2 separate regions of the Gossypium raimondii genome follow, and region 1 is linked to region 2. A link is a contact called in public Hi-C data. All regions are on one chromosome and are shown on one strand. Each heading gives the region's core, a stretch centred on a gene start, on an enhancer-like site or on the middle of the called end of the contact. The rest is flanking DNA. Distances are from core to core; before and after follow the strand shown. Region 1 holds the start of LOC105780229 (pentatricopeptide repeat-containing protein At5g14080). Region 2 has its middle 8.6 kb from the start of LOC128040703.

The links. A called contact is a pair of places that touch in the nucleus more often than the background predicts.
Region 1: a Hi-C map of leaf shows a contact between it and region 2, with 3 times the contacts expected there. The contact joins the promoter of LOC105780229 here to the enhancer-like site in region 2. A contact is called at or near these places in 2 of 2 Hi-C or Micro-C datasets (both in leaf).

Annotation. Positions count from the first base shown.
Region 1 is chr4:36,334,836-36,340,567 of ASM2569854v1, reverse strand. It overlaps LOC105780229 (pentatricopeptide repeat-containing protein At5g14080), which reads right to left and starts at 1,601. Exons shown (of 2, transcript XM_012604430.2): 1 at 1-1,601. The coding sequence starts at 1,427. LOC105780231 (ACT domain-containing protein ACR6) reads right to left here and starts at 4,593. Exons shown (of 7, transcript XM_012604431.2): 1 at 4,317-4,593; 2 at 3,867-3,912; 3 at 3,634-3,748; 4 at 3,491-3,558; 5 at 2,813-3,418; 6 at 2,436-2,540; 7 at 1,686-2,294. The coding sequence starts at 4,363. The coding sequence ends at 1,950.
Region 2 is chr4:36,167,579-36,173,402 of ASM2569854v1, reverse strand. No RefSeq gene overlaps it. Among protein-coding and RNA genes, the nearest start is that of LOC128040703, 8.6 kb to the right of the region's middle. Within about 2 kb of position 3,027, the one cell type or tissue checked has open chromatin away from gene starts, as enhancers often do. A contact at or near this core is called in leaf, where this site is marked.

The sequences.
Region 1 (5,732 bases), core at 352-2,851, 170 kb before region 2:
CCAATGAGGATATTGTATGTACTCAAGTTTCCTGGGCACCCACTTGCAAACATCTCATCCCACAGCCTTTTGGCAGGACGCACCAAATCTTCTTTACAACATGCTTCCATAAGATGATTGTAAAACAAGACATTTGGGCTTAACCCTTTTGTCTTCATCTCCTGAAGAACCTTATAAGCCTCCCTTAATCTCCCAGCCCTGCAGAAGAATGAAACCATCACATTGTAACTCTCCAAATCCGAGAAATAACCATGTGAAAACAAAACCTGGTAAACTTCCCATAATTCATCACCCTTGCTACGCTTGCATAAATTCTTACTCAAATTACTCAAGGTTGACAAAGTGGGTAATCTCCCTTTCCCAACCATGAAATTCAAAAACATGATTGCTGAACCAGGATCAATCCTGGAAACTGATCCTATCAATGCATTCAAAACATCATCTTCAATAGGAAAATTCCCACTCACAATGGCTTCACCTAAATCCCTTGCTTCACTTATCCGCCTCTCCAGGATCAGCCCTAAGATAAACTCTCTATAGTCATTACTCCTTGGAGCCACACCTAGCTTTCTCTTCTTCTTCAAAACCAACTCCCTCTCAACCACATTGTTGGTCATTCTGAACGCTTCTGCTACAATGCTATAAGCTATAAAATCAGGCTTGCAACCCCTGCTCCTCAACTCATCCAATGCCCAAAAAGCCTCTGATTCTCTTGATGAGAAACAAAGTCCATGAACTACCAAAACTGCGATGATTGATCCATTAACATCCCAAGAACTTCCTTTTTTCACTTCATCTAACAAACTCAAAACTTTACTCAATTCACCATTTTTACAGGTACTCCAAATAAACAAACCAAGCCCAATTGTATTAAAAACAATACCTTTCTGAAACATTTCATCAAACACTTTCTGGGACTCAACAAAGTAACCATCTGAAACTGAAGTAGCCAAAAGTGAGTTACATAATTCAGATCCCAGCTCTGCACTCAAAGAGTTCACTTCATTAAAAACCCAGATTGCGTTCTGGGTTTTCTTTCCTTTGATCAAAGAACTAATTATAAAGCGATAAACCGAGGGGTCAAGAGAGAGTTTCTGAGCTTTGACTTGCTTTAAGAGGGCTTCAATGGCATTAAATTGGCGGGAAGACGAGAGAGATTTGAGAATTGACTGATAAGATATTGAATCATGGGAAAATCCAGGTTTCCGAGAGGCCCAGTTGAAGAAGCCGAGAGCAAGAGAATAGTGAGTGAAGGGGAAGGAGTCGATGACACGAGCGACAAGTGACGGAGTCAGCGACTCACGACAACCAAGTCGGAGAAGGGTCTGTTCGAGAGACGGAGTCCAAGTCGGATTTGGGGTTGCATGGTTGGATGCGGAGATCAATGCTCGGCCTATTCTAGTTGTTAAGTCAGTCACTGTTCTCATGACTGGATCAGAAAAGAGTTACGAGACAGCTAAAGACATGGGGGCAAATGCTATATGGGAGAAAGATGATTGATCGATCGATCGATCGATCGATCCTGATAATAGACTAATAATCGTTTTATCATTGGAAAACAATCATCCCTTTATACAAAAACTCAGGAATACTGTCTTGGTGCGAGGCGCCTTTTGAGAATAAAATCCCTTTATAAACCATCCGGTTTGCATTAGAGTTGATTTTAAAATATTTTCACACCATGCTTCTATACAAACTTCTAGCCATGTTTTTATTAAACTATACAAATGTTACTTACAATAGACAGTGAAGATATACAAATACCAGCAGTAACTTTTACAGTGTAGTGACTGGCTGATGTTTTTTCTTTTCCTTTGCAGTATCAGGGCATTGGTAACCAAGCAAGGGAGAAGCTAAATATTTACAGTGTTTTCCCCCTATGTATATCTTTTGGTTTAATATCTGATATTCCTGTACAAATATATCTACTTAAAAGAGGAGGAGATGTCTCAAGAGTAAGATCTGATTAACTTGAAATTCTGAAAAGTTCGAGCTTTGAATAGATTTCCAAAGAAATGACCCATTGTTGTCTCCTGATGAGGTAGTTTTGGTGCAAGACTTGAGTTACATTTCACCTGTAATGCGGTATGTCCAATCTGTGCACGGATAGAATCGATGATCTTGGGATCAACTGGATTTCCTGTCACATCTGTGACATAGAAGGTATCCTTGGCCTTGCCACCTTTTGTTGAAATTAATGCTCTCCTGATACACAAGCTGTTTTCCCGGAATATGCGGGTGATGTCAGACAGGAGTCCAAGTCTGTCGTCTGTGCACAATTCTAGTTCCAGCCCCTGTACCATGAAAATGATGAGGGTATTGTAATATCATGAAACCATGCTTACCATAATCATTTTTCTTGGTTTCTTTTGGTTTTATTTATTCCATGTGTGTGTGTGTACATGTCGTGTTGTGCCAAGCTGGTTTTTTTATACCTCAGATGCCCTCCTCTCAATGGCTGCTTCTAGACATTGAATAACACGAACACGCTCAGCTTCCGAGCTAATGGGGAGCCCATCTACATGTCTGATGTAGAATTCCTACAACGAAACATAAGTTCTGTTTAGTGGGAAATAGGGGAAAAAACAGTTTATCACTGTTAAGATGCAATCGCAAGCAATAACAACTTGTGCTTAACTGAGTAGAATTCCAATACAAATTGGATTACAACGTCAGCATCAATCTTACGCTAGTGGTTTCAATAGCATCAACTTGTCAACTGTTAAAGTTGACCATTGGCTAATAGTGACTATAATAAAAAGGGTTTGCTATTGTCATTTTTTTACCAGCTACTTCACTGTAACCAACTCACCTGATAAGCTTCGATCCTTCCTGTGTTCACCATTCCATGAAAAACAACATATTGCATATCTGTGAGAGTGCAGACTATATCAAACAATAGTTTCGGCCTATCTTTTGACCTCATGGTAACAACAGTGTAATCTTTCTCGATATTCAACAGAGTGACTTGAGGTCTTGAACTCCCTTCCTCTACCGCCCTAACTCCTGCCTTCTCGACCCTTTCATAGTCCCTGTCTGCGAACATGATTTGATGCAACCTTCTCTCCCTGTGCATAACACCTGGAGCTGAAAGCGTTGTTTTCGCAGTTTTCAAGTCATCACTTCCTTTGAGAACATTACAAAGCAATTCCTTTATCATTGAGAGACGTTTTGGATCACTGATTGCGCAGCTCATTGAATCATCTGTCACATGAACTACAGCAGCTGCCCTAGCATTATGGGTCCATATCTCAGCATTTACAACATTGCAATGGAGGTCCGCAAGAACTGCACATACTTCAGATAATAGACCAGGCCTATCAGTGCCAGCAAGTTCAATCGATGTATGCTCTTCTGCAGGCATCACGCCTACGGAGCCTCTCCGTGACGGCACAAAGCCAGCACTAGTTTCAATTCTCTGCAAAACAGACTATATAAGATAAGCCAGTAGTTAAATTCATTGAACAATAAGGATGAGGTAAGTTCTTACACTCTGAATATAGTCCATAACTTCCTTATCTCTAATTTTGTTGCCATCATTGTCAACAACATTAAAGACTGAAACATACAAGTAACTGGTTAACCCGGGATTTAACATACAATTCAAGCAGGTTTTAAGAAAAAAACCCTTACCATCCATAAACCATCCTCCATCAGATGATATGTATGCCTTTGTTATTGTAAGATTCATATCTGTAAGCACTTGGACAACTTCCAGGAGAATCCCATGTTTGTTGACACTGTCAACCTAACCAGCAAAATTCATATTTAAACCATTATAGATAGGTTGATAAACAGAGATCTAAGGAACTAATTAGCCACATAAGATAACCTAATTACAGCAAAGGCAGAGGCAAGAAGCTTACCTGGATAACAGTGGCATCCTCACAAGCATTGTTGTCAATCACAACTCTGCAACAAAAATAAGCATACATCTCATATTAACCCTACTTTTTTTTTTTTTCAACTAATCAAATAAAAGAGCCTTCAAGGAAACATGTCATTTTGGCATAGAAAGTCCAATTGCCGCTCTTGATTTTGGAACTCTAATTGGCTACCATGAAAATAACAATAAGAAAAAAAAGAGAGAAGAAAAATAGCTTTGATCAACACAAAGCAGAAAGAAAAGAAGAAGAGAAAATTAAATAAAAAGATTGAAACAATAACGATAAGAAAAAGGATAACTTGTAAAACCTGGATTTTATTTTCTAAAAACTTGGAGGAAAAAAGAAGAGAAAAATTTGACAGACCCTTGAACAAATTCAAATAAAAATTAATACTGTCCCATCAAAAATCCAAAAAACGAAAAGCAATACCTGGGTTGGTTCACCCTCCGGACAAGCTTAGCAAATTCATCATCCATCTCTCAAAAAAGAATCCAACTTTCTCCAAACTAAAGACCACCCAACTTTCCCCAGAAATAATTTATTAGACCACAAATACCAAAGCCCAGAATTCCAAAAGCACCTTTTATATCTTCTATTTTGATACTATTCAAATTTGAAAAAGGAAAAAAATTGGCTTTTTCCAATATTCAAGGAAAACACAACACAAGAGCGAGAGAACGAAAAGTAGTACTATAAAAAGTAAAGTAAAACCTTAGCCATTTAAAATCAATCCCAAGTTGAAAAATAAATATGAAAAAGACCTCGTTTCATTCGTTCTTTCTTTTTTAATTCATCTCTCCCTAATTTTGAATTAAATTAGGTTTTATTATTTAAATATTTTATTAAAAGTTATTAGATTCTTTTATATTTTTAAATAATTTTTTTCATTTTAGAAAAAACAATACAAAAATTATAATAAAAAAAGGTTATGAATGTCGAGATTTAAACCCCGTCCTATATTAATCTATAAAATCCTGTTTTAACCACTTCAATTATAGTTTTATTCTAGCATTTATACATTTCAATTTTATTATTCATATTAATAATTTCATTAATTGAGAATATCAACTCATAAAAAGTAAATAATTTTGAATTTAATCTTTTAATTTGATGTATTTATTTAAATTTATTTTATTTTATTTTATTTTAATGTATGTATATGTTATTATTAATTCTAAAAATTAGATATTATAATAATATGTGGTAAAATTTCTAATTTTAATTAAAAATATAGAATCTATAATATTGTTAACGTGGAAGTAAGAGATTGGTTGGAGGGGCGGTTATGTCTGCTGAAAAGCGCTGTTGTAGCACACGGAGATTTTGGCAGCACGTGAGGCAGAAAATAGGGGAGGATGACGTGTTAAATGTGCACGTGGTGAAAACAGTTTGGTCGGATATTTTTATTTTTCCCCTGTTTTTGGCGGCAATCCTAGCCCACGTTATTTCAATGCCTAACCGCTTTCAATTTTGTTTTGAAAACTTAGGTTCAATTTTATTTGGTTGGATAAATTTTAAATTTTTGAATCACTTAATCAACACAATAAAATTTTTAATATTATTTAATAAAGTCTTAATTGTTATGAATATATTATTAAGTGGATGTCCATCATGATCAAGATAAAGTTTTGATGTATTTTAAATTTTAATAGTTATTAGAATTAGATTTCTACTTCTTTTATATTTCTTTTGCCTATTAATAGAGACTCTGATCAAGCATTGTAATCATCCCTTTGATTAATAAAGTACATTCTCTTTTGCTTTCATATTTTTTTTGTTCTTTATTCTCTACATCTCTCTTTATTTTATAATACGTTATCAGCACAATGATTCTCTATATTTTTT
Region 2 (5,824 bases), core at 1,778-4,277:
GATAGCTAAACCAAATGTAGTGATGTTATTGTAATTGGTATATTAAAATTTCACAATAATGATATGGTGAAAATTTTCCATTTAAATCTTTAATTCCAACCAATCACGAGTTCTATCCTTATACAAGTCACCCGAATTAGACTGCAAAACTCCCATCTTTGTATTTCTCAAGTTGAATCAAATCATGCAGTGATCATAAATCTAACAACTGTATTTCCTTTCTTTGGTCAACAAAATCTAACCACTTTTGCTTCATATGGGGCAAGATATGAATTCTTTTGTTGAGGTAATTGGTCCAAGCTCACTTTTACTTTCCGGTTGGCATGGCATAATTTTTGGGACCCTTTTTCGCTATTGAACTTCAACAATGATTATATCAGAAGAAGAATAACTTGTATTTCAACTAGTGTCTAATTTAATTAAATCATGCAATCTATTGTTTTTAAACAAAAAACAGAATAAGTTGTATTTAAGCTTAAATCACTTCATGTCCATGATAATGACTTACATGGTATCTATATCACAAAACTTTGTCTTTATTCGTATGAATATGATTATATAATCCATGCAATTCTTGGTCACCATAGTGGGGATATCATTGCATTACATACAAATCCCCTTTTAGTTAGTTTTCTCCCTTTTCTTTAATCATTCTCCCAAACTTGATTATTAAGCAACTTGAGGATGGTTTTGGGATGGATCATTGAAGAAATGAGGGCATATATAGATATATTTATTTATTATTTACTTCTTCTACTTACCTTTTTTTCTTTTTCCTTTTTAAGGAATGGCCTGTCGACTTACTACAAACTCATTTAGTATTATTATTGTTACAGCAATTTAAAAGTCGTGAGTTCAAATTCACTTAAATATGTTTAGGATTTGAGGTTTATAAGTTTAGGAGATGTATCCAGAAAAAAAATAATTTTGTTAGGTCAAATTTTACAAAAGATTCTTGTACTATGTTTTCTCTCTCTCTCTTCTTTTGTAAATTTAATTCATTTACTATATTTTGATACTTTCTAATCTCTCTACTTTTTAAAATATGTAATTTTAGTCCTAAAGCTAATATTTTCTGTTAATTCTTTTAAAATGTAAATAATATTTTTATTTGTACAAAAACTAATAATGTATATATATATATGTAAAACCACTGCATTTAAAAACACAACTACATTAAATTATTTTATCAAATTTGCATCCGAATTGAAAATGTGTATTTAAAAGTAAAAGAAAAACTGAAACTATAGTAGAGAGATTAAATTTGCCAAAAAAATTCAGACTACAATATAATTTTATAGAATTTGAGCACTTTGTTTATTTGTGGAGAAGAGCACTTCCTTTGGGCTGTGAAGATAACTATGGTTAGAATGGGTATATGTGTATGTTAGGGATCGCATTGCTTGTCAGACGTGCTTCCTATCATGTAGACAAAGGGGACCTCCCCTCTTTGAAAGCTTAGCTTAACTGTGGAAAGAAAATTATCAAAACCAACCTCACATGAATTCAAAGATTGAATGGTAAGGTAAAACATCTAATTTTTTATTTCTTTATTATTATCTTTTAACACTTAATGTTCCTATTAAGAATTGTGATAAGCTTGGATCTTTGTTTGTTTTTTTAATAATTTTCCATTCCTACTCCAATCCTTATCAAAAGTTTTGTTTCTTCCCCCCATTTGAATGCCAAGCTCTCACCAACATAGCAATTCGTTTTGGTAAATAATTCCAAGGGCCTAATAATTCGAAAGCAAATAAACAAATATTTATAGCTATTTGGTTGGCATGCAATGCATACAAAGTGTAATTTTTTATTGTCTTTTTTTAAGCATTTAGCAAAGGCATGATGATCTAAATTGGAAATTAAATACCCATAGTAGCAAACTTTCAAGTGAAAGTTGATAGGCCTCTAGCTAGTTTATTTCTTCATCGAATTAATATCTCTTGTACAATACTGCTATTAAGTTGTACTATACTGCAACTTGGTGCTGGGTTATTCATCAACGTGAAGGAAAGTTGCAGCACATAATTAGAAAATGGAGAGGCCCCCACCAATTGATGAGCACCAAAAAAGCCAGAATCTCTTACGTACCAAATGCCTCTTTTTGATAAGATATACATGGACCTAACCATTATCCTTGCATACCATCTACACATTTGAGCAATATATCAACTATCCCTTTCTCTTTTGATTTTATATTTTGTTTTTTTCTCTACAAAAGACAGCAATTTAAAAGATAAAAGCAAAAGGTTATAGATATTACTTATTAAAATAATTGTATAAATTAGTTTGGAATTTTTCTATTCATTTTTTTTCTTTCTTCTTTACTACTACCAATAATTTCATTTTGAAACAATGTCATATTGGTTGCATATACATAAATTCCATTGATCTGATGGGTAGAGGAAAAAAATTTGAGTGAACGATGAGATTGGACGAGTTGTGAAAATTGATTATAACGCAGAAAATGGATCGCGGGGCCACTTTGTGAGAATGACAATCTATGTGAATCGGGAAGTTCGGTTGAAGCCAAAGATCAGAATTGATGGCACTCTCCAAAGAGTGGAATATGAGGCTTTACCAAACGTTTGCTTTGGATGTGGTAGATACGATCATGTCCAAGACGTTTGTCCGTCGTTAGGGGGCCGTGATAAGGGAAGAGAAGATGATTCACGGAAGAATTTTGATACGGCGGAGTTGAACTGCAGAGTAGAGAAGTTTGGGTCTTGGATGCTTGTGGGAAGGAAGCAAAGACGAAAAGCTCGTAATGGAAGAGAGCAAAACACATGATTAGATGCCGAAATTTCATGAGGGTCAAGATTTTCAGTTTTAGTTAGAACCCAAAATCAGGGAGCAATTGATGAAGTCGCCGATCACGAAAAAAATATCTCAAGTTTTAATGCAAAAAGATAGTAACGTCACTAGTGTGAACGCATGTTTCGCTTTTAAGGGAAAGTCAGATGGGTTAAGCAAGAAACTAGGAGACCGGGCCAAAGGGAAAGGGGTATTATTTAGTGGGCCAAATAAACCTGTTATGGTCCTTATGCCTATGAATATTAATAGGGCCAACCCATCTGTAGTCCAAGAGAATGTGGGATTTGATGGTGGATCACCGATAGGAGCTCATACATCTACAATTGGTAATGTCTTTACCAATTTGGAACCATAGCTGTTGAAACTAGCCTAGGCAAGGAGGAAAACCATGTGATACGGTTTGGTGAGAATATTTGTCATACCCCAAAAACAAGGTTAGAAGATATTGAGTTGTGTTTGGGTGTGAGATTCTAGGTTTGATTCATTTTCTTTAAAATTTTAGTTATTTTTGTCTTACCTTTGAACCTTAAGCATCCGGCTTATGTTTTATTTTTGCGCAAATGACAAAAAGAATGAACTTGTTGGTTCAGTGGTAAGACTTTAGTTTACCTTTAAGTCTTGTGATTAAATTCTTGCATAAGTAAAACAAAATTAAATTTTTAGTTCCTGGCATTACGCTGCCTTATGTCAGTTATTGAGTTAAATTCAAACTTTGGGAAAAACTGAATAAAATTTGTTGGTTAGTTATTTTCATCTATTATTATTTTATTTAATTTTTGAATTTTCCATTCCCCAAAAACAAATTGTTTGTTTTGCCCCACGTTTCCTTCACCCTATTATTATTCTTTGTCTTTTCTTTTATTTTTTATCTCTTTCACGTTTTCCCCTTTCGGCTTTCTTGTTTTTTCTTATATCGTCTCTTCTTTTATTCCCTTGGATTTTCTACCTTTTTTCCCTATTACTTTCAATTTTTTTCACCCTCTTGCTAATTAGTTCATGAGAACTGTGCGAGGTAAGTATTTTGGGGTTAGATTCGTCTGTTTGTTGTGGAGTTTTTGCGATTATGGAGTAAGTTTGCTATTTTCTTTGTGTAACGCGATTTTTTTTCTCTGAAACCTTTGGTTTAGGTGATGTTTCTTTAACTAATAGTCTTCCGAACAATTAAGGGATTATTAAGAATGCCCCTACCATTTTGGGTGAGTAATTAAATGCTCGAAAGGCTTATTTCCAGTTTATTAAGGCCTAAGGTTAGGGGGTTGTGCCAAATTAGTAGATTTGATTTAGTGTTTTGTTCCTAAAATGTTCTTTTTAAATATCTGTTTTAGGTTTTGGCATCTTTGTCAAAGTGCTAGCATTGGAAAACGACTAGGTGTGTAACGAAAACTCGAGAAAATAGTGATCGACGAAAGCCGAAATTGGGATTGTTGATGCCAAATGGTCGTGTAACGGGCCATGTGAGTCACATGGTCTAAGCTATTTGGGCCATGTAAGCCACACAGGCGTGTATGAGACCGTGTGCCAGGCCGTGTGGGCCACACGACCATATGGGCCCATTTTTAAAAATTTCCATTTTGACTTGATTTGATCCGTGAATCATAATTAGCCTCTCCATAGGGTCCATACCGCTTAAATAAGACTTGAAAACAAGGTATCTGTAAATATCTTTCTGTTAAGAATATGAATGCATGTTCAACATGCTTATCATTCTGTTTTAGTTTATGCATGACATGTCACATTGCATGGGGTTGGGATATTATGATATGGAGGAAGTTCTGGCAGTTTAATGATCTACATTAGCTGGTGGTTTATCCACATTTCTATCTGACAGCTTGTCTGCATTTATGGTGGCTTGATTGCAATATAGTGACTTGTCCACATATATCCAATTTGGCAGTTTTTAACTGCAACCTCTAGTGACATTGACCATAACTATTCTGTTGGTGTGATGGGATGGACGAGTCTGGGGAACTCTATTTGGTGTGTAGCGGAGTTGGGTAGGATATTTTTTGAAGAAAATATGCATTACGTTTTCTGAAAAATATTGCATTGGCATAAGCAAGCATTCTCAGTTTGCTCACATTATTGTTATAAAATTCTCTGTGATTCTGTTAATTTTTGGTTGTTTTATTTGAGTTTGTTGCACACTAAGCTTTATAGCTCACCCCTTTGTTTAATCTTTGACTTTTTAGGTAATCTTTAGACTTAGACCGAACGGTGTGCAGGAGCTCGGATTGATTCTCGATTTATAAAATTAGATAATTTATGTTTTTAATTATTTTGGACTGTAAATTTGTTTAGACTTTATTTTTGGTTTTTATTCTATTTGTTTGTTTTTGAGTATTTTAGCATGAAACTGCAAAACCTCACGGGTTAACAATTTAAAATCCAGTTTCCAAAATTAAAACTCTGGAAAATTTTTCGCTGTAAAATTAAGTAACCCCTAAAGAGTTTTTCTATCAATAAACAAATAGTTTTAACGAGTGTTTGTCTTTAAGCTGGAAATGATTTGCTAAAATTAATGTTTTTAAAACACGATTGTGAATTCAAATTTTGGGTTTGAGTTAACTGATTCTGGGTTTAAGTTTTTTAAACATTTTTAGAAGTTTTGCCAATTTTAACACTTTTGAAAATGCACACTAAGTTTTATTAAACCAAAAGTTTTAAACAAGCTGATGTAATTTCTCAAAATCCAGTCATGACGTCTAGGCTGGGTTTGGGGTGTTTCAACATTCGACTTGGAGATAGCCAACAAGTTATGGGTTAGGATCGCTCAGGTGGTTAACACCTTCCAAAGCTTCAAAGATAGAAAAATAAATTAAAAACATTACCTTGGATGAAGATGCTCTACTTTCTAGTGTCTCGGGGCTAAGACATTAGTCTCGCAAATCGTGCGACCTTAGGAGATTTTTTTGCTCTGAATCTGCCTAAGTCAGACTAACTCTCACAAAAGATTCTCGTATAAATTCTCTAAGGAATCGAAATATAGCAAAAGCAAACTCAAAATGAAATA